2 separate regions of the Mus musculus genome follow, and region 1 is linked to region 2. Evidence: chromatin contacts called from public promoter capture Hi-C data. All regions are on one chromosome and are shown on one strand. The core of a region is the stretch at or near the end of the contact, and the rest is flanking DNA. Distances in the headings are between cores, read along the strand shown.

Region 1 (4,853 bases), core at 684-3,183, 190 kb before region 2:
TTCAAAGATTCTTTAGAATTGAGTAACATGGCTGTTTCCCTCCACAGAGGCCAGCAAGCTCGTCATGTCCTATGTCGCTGCCGTGTGCGGAAAAGGAGCAGAAGTCAATCAGGTCAAGGAACAGCTTCTGCAGTCCAACCCTGTCCTGGAAGGTAAGGATTTCATGTTTGGTCCTTGTGATTCAAATAGCAAACTGTGTTCGTTCACTTCAACTGCCCAGTGTTCAGGGAGGGAAGAGGACACCCACCGTTCAGGCCAAAGCCTATAGAGGAATTAAGCCTTGTGAGGCTTTGTTTCAAGTATTGAAAAGAGGCAATAGCTTACTCATGGAAAAGGAACTTTCCCATTTAAAAAATACTTTTGCCATTCCATTTTTATGTAACTTACTTTGGTTTGCTTTTAAGAAATTGACTGTTTTTGCAGTTGATGGTGTAGTGATGTTTTATTATTCATGGTAATGCCTGTGGCTGGTTATGTCTGTTGTCATGGAAATCAAGGACCGAAGAAAGCCCAAATGCTATGTAGTTCTCCTAAGCTTTGTTGTTAGCTCTCTGGTAACTAGCTCATTATTCTTGGAGGCTAGAAATCTAAGAACAAAATCCTGCTAAGATAGGTTTCATTTGGAGACCTCTCTCATCTTAGAGACAACTCCCACCTTATTCATGTAAGCTCTTCTTGTGTGTTTCTTGGGAACAAAACCAGAAGTGAGCTCCCTGGTGTCCCTTCTCCATGCTCCACACACATAAGTACCTCCCAGAAGCTTACCTCTCCATTCTGTCGCATAGAGCGTAAGCGCTTTAATATATGAATGAGGAAAAGGGGCAAGCACACTGGCCCATCATCAAGAATAAATTAGAGATGAATTCTTTCACCAGATGAAAAATAACATTTACCGTTGGTATAAACAAACCATGCTTACATTAAAAATGAAATTAGGATCCTGGAGAAGAATAGTTGCTGCTCTTGCAGAGGGCTTGGGTTTGGTTCCTAACACATACATGGCCCCTTACAGCTGTCAGTAAATCTGATTCCAGAGTTACTTCTGGCTTTTGCAGACATCAGGCATGGATGTAGTGTGCGTATGTATACACGCACGCACACACATATATGTGCATATATATATATACATGCTTGCCATATATATATATATATATATGTATATGTATATACATATATATATATACACACACACATATACACACACAAAATAAAAACTGAGTAAATTTTTTTTTAAATCATGAAATTCCAGCTTTTCCTTATTGGAGAGAGGCTATTAAATTTGTCTTATAGTATAAGTGTCTCAGTGTTGTGACTAACACAGTTGGAGCACCAGTTGGATTTCTTAGCCTTGGAGCTGCTGTGCTGGGCACGTCTTTGGTATGAGTGGGAGGCCTGCTCTAGCATTTATGGCCTCTGCTTGCCACGTGTCAGTTACACCCTTGTACCTGTTGGGATTAAAAAAACAAAAAAACAAAACCTCCAAATATTGGCACTGTCCCCCAGGGAGTCAAAAGCATACTTTTAGAATCTGGGCCAGAGGAATAGTTTGGCTCAACCCATTGCTCCAAGCACAGAAGGACAAGATTGAAGGCTAACGAAAGCAGAGCTATCTTGGGATTGGTAGGCAACCCTTGACATGGAGGGTCGCAATCCCTCCCTGTTGCCTTTTCTACTCTGCCTGGGCCCCTCCTTCCCTCTGGGAAATCTTCTTGAACTCTGAGCAGTGACTATGGCTTTGTGCCCACTGATGTGCCCGACTGGCAGCATAGGGGAGGCATGGAGCCCAATAGGCTATTACGGTTTGATCGCTCCTCCATTTAGTACCTTAACTGGTAGAGTCTGTAAGAAGTGGCATCACTACATTTTACTAATCTGAGATCTGGCCCCTTTGCTTCCTCCCTTTGCCTTTAGGTTATGTGCTCTGCATGAGCTGATTTCTGCACAGGCTTATTTTAGGAATGCTGTGGTTGAAAGCAACAACGTAGCGGAATGCTGCAGCTTGCATTTTTGACTAGGATCTTTTTATTTGGTGGTATTTGAAATGACGCTGCAGTGCAGGAAATGGAAGAAATGTCCACTGTGGGTGTGTGTTATCTTTTATGGGAACGCTTTGCTTTTTAACTGGAGCTGCTACTGTAAATGAACGTTCAGAACAACGAACTTTATAAAAAACAAAACAAAACAAAAAAAAAACAAAAAACCCAACCAACCAACAACTGTGGAATGTGTCTCGGGTGTTCTATAATGGAGTACTTGTTTCAGATTTCCAGACTCACAGTAAAAGACTGGAGAGTTTAGGGTTGTGTTTATAATATGCAGCTCAGACTTGTTCGAGGAAGAGATGGTTTATGGCTTGCAGATGGGGCTCTGAACCAAGTGCTGGAGCAGCGCTTCGCTCCTTCCTGACTGTCAGGCCACAGTCTAGTGATCTTTGTGTCAGCATCTTGAACTGGGATTTAGGCCTGTTCTAATTATTTGACTTGGCAGGTCTACATTTCAAACCTGGCATAAAGGACTAGCCCATAAAAGCATGGGAAATGTTGCAGTTTAATGGTGACCAGGTCAGGTGTCCACTGTCGTCAAGGTTGCGTTCACAGATGACTTTTGCTTGGCAGTGAATTTGTGAGAATCCCCCTTTCCTCAGCGTGTTTCCTTTGCTGAGGTTTCCAGTGCTTTCTCTCTCAGTGTACAAATGTCAGCCTATCTTCTTCTGAAGTGAGAGTTTGGTGTCAGGAACTCAATAAACCATACTTGGCCCAAGCATCTCTAAATATAAGGAACCTTCTCTGTTGACTTTGTAAATTTTGACTTAACCTATTTTGAGCCAGCCATGTGGTGTTTGTTTGTTTGTTGAAATAAGGTCTGGCTAGCCTAGTACTTACTCTTGCTCTGTGACACTTCCCTGTCACCCTAACCCTCATTTAACTTGATGAAGTCACGGAGGCTTCAGAAATGTGGTATCTAGCCTCTTATTCAAAAGGTTCGTTTTGTTTAACCACATCTTCAGGAATGATGCTGCTAGTCTCAATTGTGACTTGTCACCAAAACAGCTTGGGTTGGAGGGGGCCTTTGTAGGAATGCAGAGTTTTGTGTCCTCCAGGGTGTACTGGGCTGGCCTGGGTTCCCTTCAGGGTTTGGGATGTTCTGTCGGGGCATCCACAGGGAGCCTTTCTACATATGTGACCTGTACTCACACGACTCTCTTCTCCCTTTGCATCACCCCAGCTTGGCTTGTGAGTGTTTGTGCACAGGCTTGGTGAAGCTGTCCATTTGCTGTCACAACTACACTGTCACCTGTGTTAAACAGGACCATTCTGTGACCGGGGCAGAACCACCCCGCAGCTCTCATGGGTCCTCATTTCAAAGGTTGTCCCGGGGCAGATCGGTCTTCTGGAAGCAACTGAGATCAAAACAGACTTGGGCTGTGCATTTTGGGTCACTTTGTGTTCTAGAATGTTTCTTATAGGTCTGCCTGTTGGGCATGAGCTACCAAAGTCTGTATCATTTTTATCTTATTTGAAATGACTCATTTTCCAACTCTCAGTATAGTTCTTACTGTACTGTAGTTATGTAATCACATTTACATAAATAGCTTTATTTCAAAATTAAACGGTTTTCAGTTTCACATGCCTCCTGCAATCTATATTCCTCACCCACGTGCACCAAACCTATAAGGATAGAAAATGATTTCTGAAATAACCTGAGTGGTAGTTTTGGCGGAGGACTAGGCACCTGCTTGATGCCCAGTAGGTTCCTGTGGAAAGGGGTTAATCGGTGTCAACCTAGGCAAGGTTAAGTTTAGAGCAGTGCTCGAAACAATGCCAGGATGCAACGCTGCCACTTGCTCTCTTTCTGTGTATTTCTAACCACTGAGGGAAGTTTAAGAAACTTATTAAAATTTCTGCTAGATCTATTTGCGTGGGAATTGTGTGTAGACATGCCATCACTGCAAGCTCTGCTTGCCAGGGTTATTCCTGCCCAGTACTACACTTGCTTTATGTTTCCGCTCAGTATTATTTTTTCTATCAGCTTTAACGATGCATCTGTTTCTCTCTCGTTAGCTTTTGGAAATGCCAAGACTGTGAGGAATGACAACTCATCTAGATTCGTAAGTATTTGTATAAGCTTAAGTGCTAACACTAATATTTAGTCCATGTGTGTTTAAACAAGCAGATGTTTAACATTTCTTAATACACACATCTTTAAAGCCAGGAGGCACCCAGCCCCAGTTGAGACCACTGTAAGTTCTATAAAAGTTCTTTGTTTGTTTTCTGAGATTCTTTTCTTTTTTTTTTTTCTTTTTTTCTTTTTTTTTTTTTTTTAGTGGCAAAGTATTTTTATCATGTTTTCTCTTCGTCTTTAATCAAAAAAAATTACAGAAAGCTATTTATAACCATTTCTTACTCATCTAGAGTTTGGTATTTAGAAGTCATAATTAAGACTCAGAAATTCAATAAAAAAGAAAGATCAAGTGAGTGTTGTTTGCATACTCTGTCGCCTTTGTCTCTTGTTTGATGACCTCAGAGAGGATGGGATGTATTTTAAAACGTCTTGGCAATAAAATCACTAGGCTTAGTAAGTGCAGGGGCCTGGGGGAACTGAGTACTGAAAACTGAGGCTAATTGATGTGTTGTCTTGACTGAGTCTGGCCCTTGCTGCTCTTCCAGCCTCCACTCCTGTTAGGGTCCAGCATGTGACTGCACCTTGTCGAGTTTGGTCCTCCACCTCACTTCAGGCCCCTGATTTTCACAAAGATACAAACACTACCTGTGTTTTTGGTTTTTGCAGTGCTGGAAACTTCGTGCCTGCCAATTTATACCTTGTAGTACCCCACTTTTTCTCCTCTCTGATTC
Region 2 (4,487 bases), core at 1,944-4,443:
AGGGACATCTTTTCAAGAAAGAAGGGCAGCACACTGCTGGCAGCTAGCCTTTCCTGCTGCACCGTCATAAAGAATTGAATGAGAGAGAGAGGACAGGCAATCGAAGGTAGAAATGATGTGGCATGAGAGAGGAACAAGTCTGTAAAGAGTCTCTAGAACATCTGTTAGAGCGACAAGTGGGAACACAATGGGAGTGCAGAGTAAAAATAGAAGCAATTAATGCGGGAATGTCCTTTGATCCCTTTGTGCAAAAAGAAAGCAGCGTGCTTTAAACAGTCTCCATTTTTCTCCTACAAAACCTTCCATTTGCTTCTCATGCTTCATTCTGCCAGAGAGACCATGAAAACCTTTCGAACGCTGTCTTCAGCCTTGACTTTGAGTAAGAACGCTATATAGCACTAAATCTTGGAGGCCTGTCTTATTCCACCGTTACCTCACTGATGCTACTCCGAGGAACCTCATGGCTATGGGAAAAAAAATACAAGTACCACACACCTAACAAATAGCTTGTCATCCATTAGCAATGGGTTTTTAAAAACATGCTATTCTGCCAGTGACCTGAAAATCTCAGAAACGAAATGTATTTCTAAAGAGGGAGTTATCACAGCACAATAAAGGTATCTGGATATAAAATCCCGCTGAAAAACCTTCATGTGAATCAACCTTGGTGAGAAACAAATTGTTTGAACAATAGACTTAATTAACTCGACTCTGTGTCTCTTCCGTCACAGCAGGCGTGAAGTCTCAGGGCATCTGCTGATACACCTGAGCTAGAGCCCAGAGACGCTTCCTAAGGGGTGTTGTGTTAGAAATGACTGAGGAGTTAAATAAATGAGGCCATGGTGTTCTGGTAGCTCTCTCCTGCTGTTTGCAGGGAAGGCTCTAAAGGGAAGGGAAAACCAGGGCTGAATCCTCCTGGAGTTTTGTCTCCTCTGTGTCTCTTAACTTTAAAAGAGCACTTAGCACTAATGGGAATGCAGTCTGGCTTACAAAGAGGACTATCTTCATTAACAGAAGCATGTTGCTTCCAGGTGATAAAGGGGAGGGCTGGAAAGGTAAGGGGTAGCTGAGATACTGGTGGCCTGTTCTTGTGGCTGGCTGGCTGCAGAGAGACCTCTCACGAACAGGGGAAATGCTTCAAGAGCATTTCCTCACGTTTAGTTGGCCAGTTAAGTAGACTGAAATCTCTCTATTTGGAGATTATTTTGTCCTAAGTTGTGCTTGCTTTCATTAAGTGGCTTTCTCCCTAGACTCAGTGTTTATTGTAATGTACATTAAATATGGCAATAAAATTCCCAGGGACAGAACACAGAGCACAGACATAACTTCTTGTCTAGTTGTGCTTCAGGCTTGGCTTCATCCACTAATGACTCCTTATGAGATTCACCTGGATTTCCTACATATTAAGAAAAAAAAATCCATTCTCCTCATTATTAATCTTACTGATGAGACTGACTGTTCTCAAATGTTTATGATGTAATACTGACTTGGTGGAGAAGTACCGTCCCCAGACCCCATACACATTCTCATTTTCTGTCAGAAAGGTTGTTGCAAATTTATGATGCTTTTGGAGGGATAGAACTCTTTGAAGTCTTAGGAGGATTCTAGAAGAGACTGACTAAATATAGCTAGCTTCATTATTTTGATTTGTCACCCAGCTTAAAATGCTGACTTATGATATATGTGTTTTATATATGATTTCTTAATTCCTTAAATATTTGATCAATATAATAGAACACTTGCAATATGGTCAGCAATGTGCTGACAGCTGCTAATTCAAACACACACACACACACACACACACACACACACACTACAGCCACAACCAGGTCTGAGAAGAACTCTGAGCTCATACACAGGTTTGCTGGTTCTACCATTTTGGGCATATACTCATTATATGTGACCTTGGAGATAGATTTCTTGAAGTTTTCTTCCATTGGCCCAAGTGACTGTCTTCCTAGGCTGAGGCTAAATCCATGAAAGTGCAGCTCAACCTGTCTTGCACACAAACTCTCTCCCTGACTGTGACTGAACCACTTTGTGCTAGAAGCTGTGACATGGGTTTGGGGAATACATTGATGTTCTCCAGGAATTATTCAAGGTTTTAGAGGCCAGTGATTAGCATGTAGAAAAAGCTTAAATATCAGAAGCACAAAGTAATATGATCTATTCTGTCTGAAGAGACCTATAGAGGCAAAATTACATTTGAAGCAAGCATTAAAAACAGAGGGCTAGTGGGCTGGAAAGAGGGCCAAGTCAGGAAAGTGCTTACCATACAAACATGAAGACAGGTCCCCAACATGAACACTTAAAAGAAGGAGAAGGAAAAGGAGGAAGAGGAGGAGGATAGTAATGAGGATGACGACCACCCTTGTGTCCTCAGCTCTTAGAGAATGAAGACAGATGGATCCCCAAAGCGCACTGACCAGCCAGGCTAATCAGTAAGTGAACACTGGGTTTAGTTAGAGACCTTATCTCAAAAAGTAATGTGGAGAGCATTTGAGGAAGACACCTGGAGTCAACCTCTGCCCTCAACATATGTGCATATGTGCACACATAAACACAAATGCACACCCACAGAGATGTGTTTATGAAGTATGTGACGAGGACAGAAGTGAGTGATCCAGGTCTGTGGTTTTGGAAGAATCAGAGAAGGGAAAGAAACTGAGTGGTAATGGACTTAGGGGTGTTTAGGAAACCCTGTGTGGGCAGGAGAATGGCAGACAGAGGTTGGACAGGTTTACAAAGCAGTGAACTAGCCTAGATCCTGCGAAGGGAGGGAGGATTAGGTTGGGTTTTAAGCAGGGAAATGATACCATGTATGGAGGAGAAGTCTAGCAGGGGGTATGGCAATGGTGGACACTGTGAAGGAGCGACTGATATTAGCAAGATTTTACAGCTCTCTAAAAGAGGGGTGCTAGACCCTAGGTTGGGATTTGGAAGTGAAAGGCAAAGATAAAACAGACAGGGGCTGTGGGTTGGGGATGGTGAGATCAGACCCCTCTAGTAATGAGATTGCGAGGTTCCAGAGGCTTATGACAAAGAACCAGATAGAGAGGAGGCCACTTAATCACGTGAAACCGGTAATTTGGCAAAGAAGTTGATTTCCAGGAAGTGTCTGACAGGTTGTGACTATAAAAAGAGTGACAGCTGAGAATGCTGATTAAAGTAAATTATCACGTTGATCTTATTTCCACAATCAGAGAGAGAGAGTTGAATGAGTATCCATCACATGACTCCGGACCTCTGGAGGGACCACCTATTTAACATAATGGAAGCTGATTGTTCATCCCACCCTAATTTCAATTTCTTATGCTTTGCGTATCCCAGCAGAACTCAGGAAGAGCAAGTCTGCATTCCCTGTAAATTCTAATACCATTGCATGTCTTGGAAAAAAAAAAATCTTTCAGCTATTCCTCAACAAAACAGTTCTAGTATACATACAGCTTGAATACCTATCACCCTGTGTTAGAGTCTTGGCTCAGTTAGGAAGTATAAGGAGCGTGGAATGTCCCAGTGCTTTCTAACAGAAGAGTCTAGAAGCCATTCTGTTAGTTATGAACGTTAGATTCTGCTCACTTTTCAAGCTCTTGTGAACACAGACCGCAGCCAATTCTGTGCTTCAGCCTGTTACAAGCACAGCAGTAATCCAATCACAAATCAAGTAAGTTTTAAATTTGATTCAGAAAAGGAATTTTGAACTTGGAAAAGTAGCACATGTCCTTAGTCTCAACAACTGAGAGGCAGAGGCAGGTAGATCTCTGTGGCTTTGAGGGCAACTTGGTCTCCATACTGAGTTCAGGCCAGCCAAGACTACATAATAAGACCCTGTCTCTAAAAACAACAAGCAACAAAACAAAACGAAAAACCCCAAAACAAAACAAAGGGAAAACAACAAAAATCTCAAAACGAATTCCACAAAAGGGCATTTTATTTCGCAGGCTGATATTTTGTTTTTGCTTTCACCCAGCTAGACTTGAGTGAAAGAGATTAATTGGGTAGTCACACTGGGAATAGAGTAAGGAGCAAGGCAGGAAGCCCAGTGGGGCTCTGGGAAGGAGTAGTGCATTGCAAAAGGATGGGCTGGGAGACTGTGGCCCTGACCTGCCAGACTGTCCAGGGGTCAAGACAACACATATGGCACCGAAGAATATGTTAAAAATTTCAGAAAAACACACACACACAAGAACCCCCAAAAAACAAAAACAAAAACAAAACATTGTGCAAATTCCTATGGCTAACTTACCCAAACTTTGCTAGTTAGTTAAAGGGATATTTAGTAAAAGGACATGTAAATATTTCTTTTGGTTTAGGGTGTGCCATGAAAAAATAAAAAACCACCAAGACACTGAGAGAACTGGAGGATTATGGGAGTAAAGCCTTGCACCTTGAGATTGTGAAGACGGAAAACTCTGACCTTGGCTGGGCTCATGGGCCAAGGTTGTTAGATTGGGTCTCCTAAGAAGAACGTGACCTCGGTGTGAAGT

The links. Capture Hi-C pulls out chosen DNA fragments and counts their contacts.
Region 1: a promoter capture Hi-C map of adipose tissue shows a contact between it and region 2. The contact joins two enhancer-like sites. A contact is called at or near these places in 1 of 484 Hi-C or Micro-C datasets (the HL-1 cell line), 2 of 115 datasets of contacts at active chromatin or transcription factors (both in embryonic stem cells) and 1 of 9 other capture datasets (adipose tissue).

What each region holds. Positions count from the first base shown.
Region 1 is chr1:51,819,396-51,824,248 of GRCm38.p6, reverse strand. Myo1b (myosin IB) reads left to right here. Exons shown (of 31, transcript NM_001161817.2): 5 at 48-152; 6 at 4,062-4,108. Among named protein-coding and RNA genes, the nearest start is that of Myo1b, 94 kb to the left of the region's middle. Within about 2 kb of position 1,933, at least 36 of the 459 cell types and tissues checked have an H3K27ac peak or open chromatin away from gene starts, as enhancers often do. A contact at or near this core is called in adipose tissue, where this site is marked.
Region 2 is chr1:51,632,622-51,637,108 of GRCm38.p6, reverse strand. All of the region lies in intron 2 of Gm31636 (a long non-coding RNA gene), which reads right to left. Among named protein-coding and RNA genes, the nearest start is that of Gm31636, 12 kb to the right of the region's middle. Within about 2 kb of position 3,193, at least 10 of the 459 cell types and tissues checked have an H3K27ac peak or open chromatin away from gene starts, as enhancers often do. A contact at or near this core is called in adipose tissue, where this site is marked.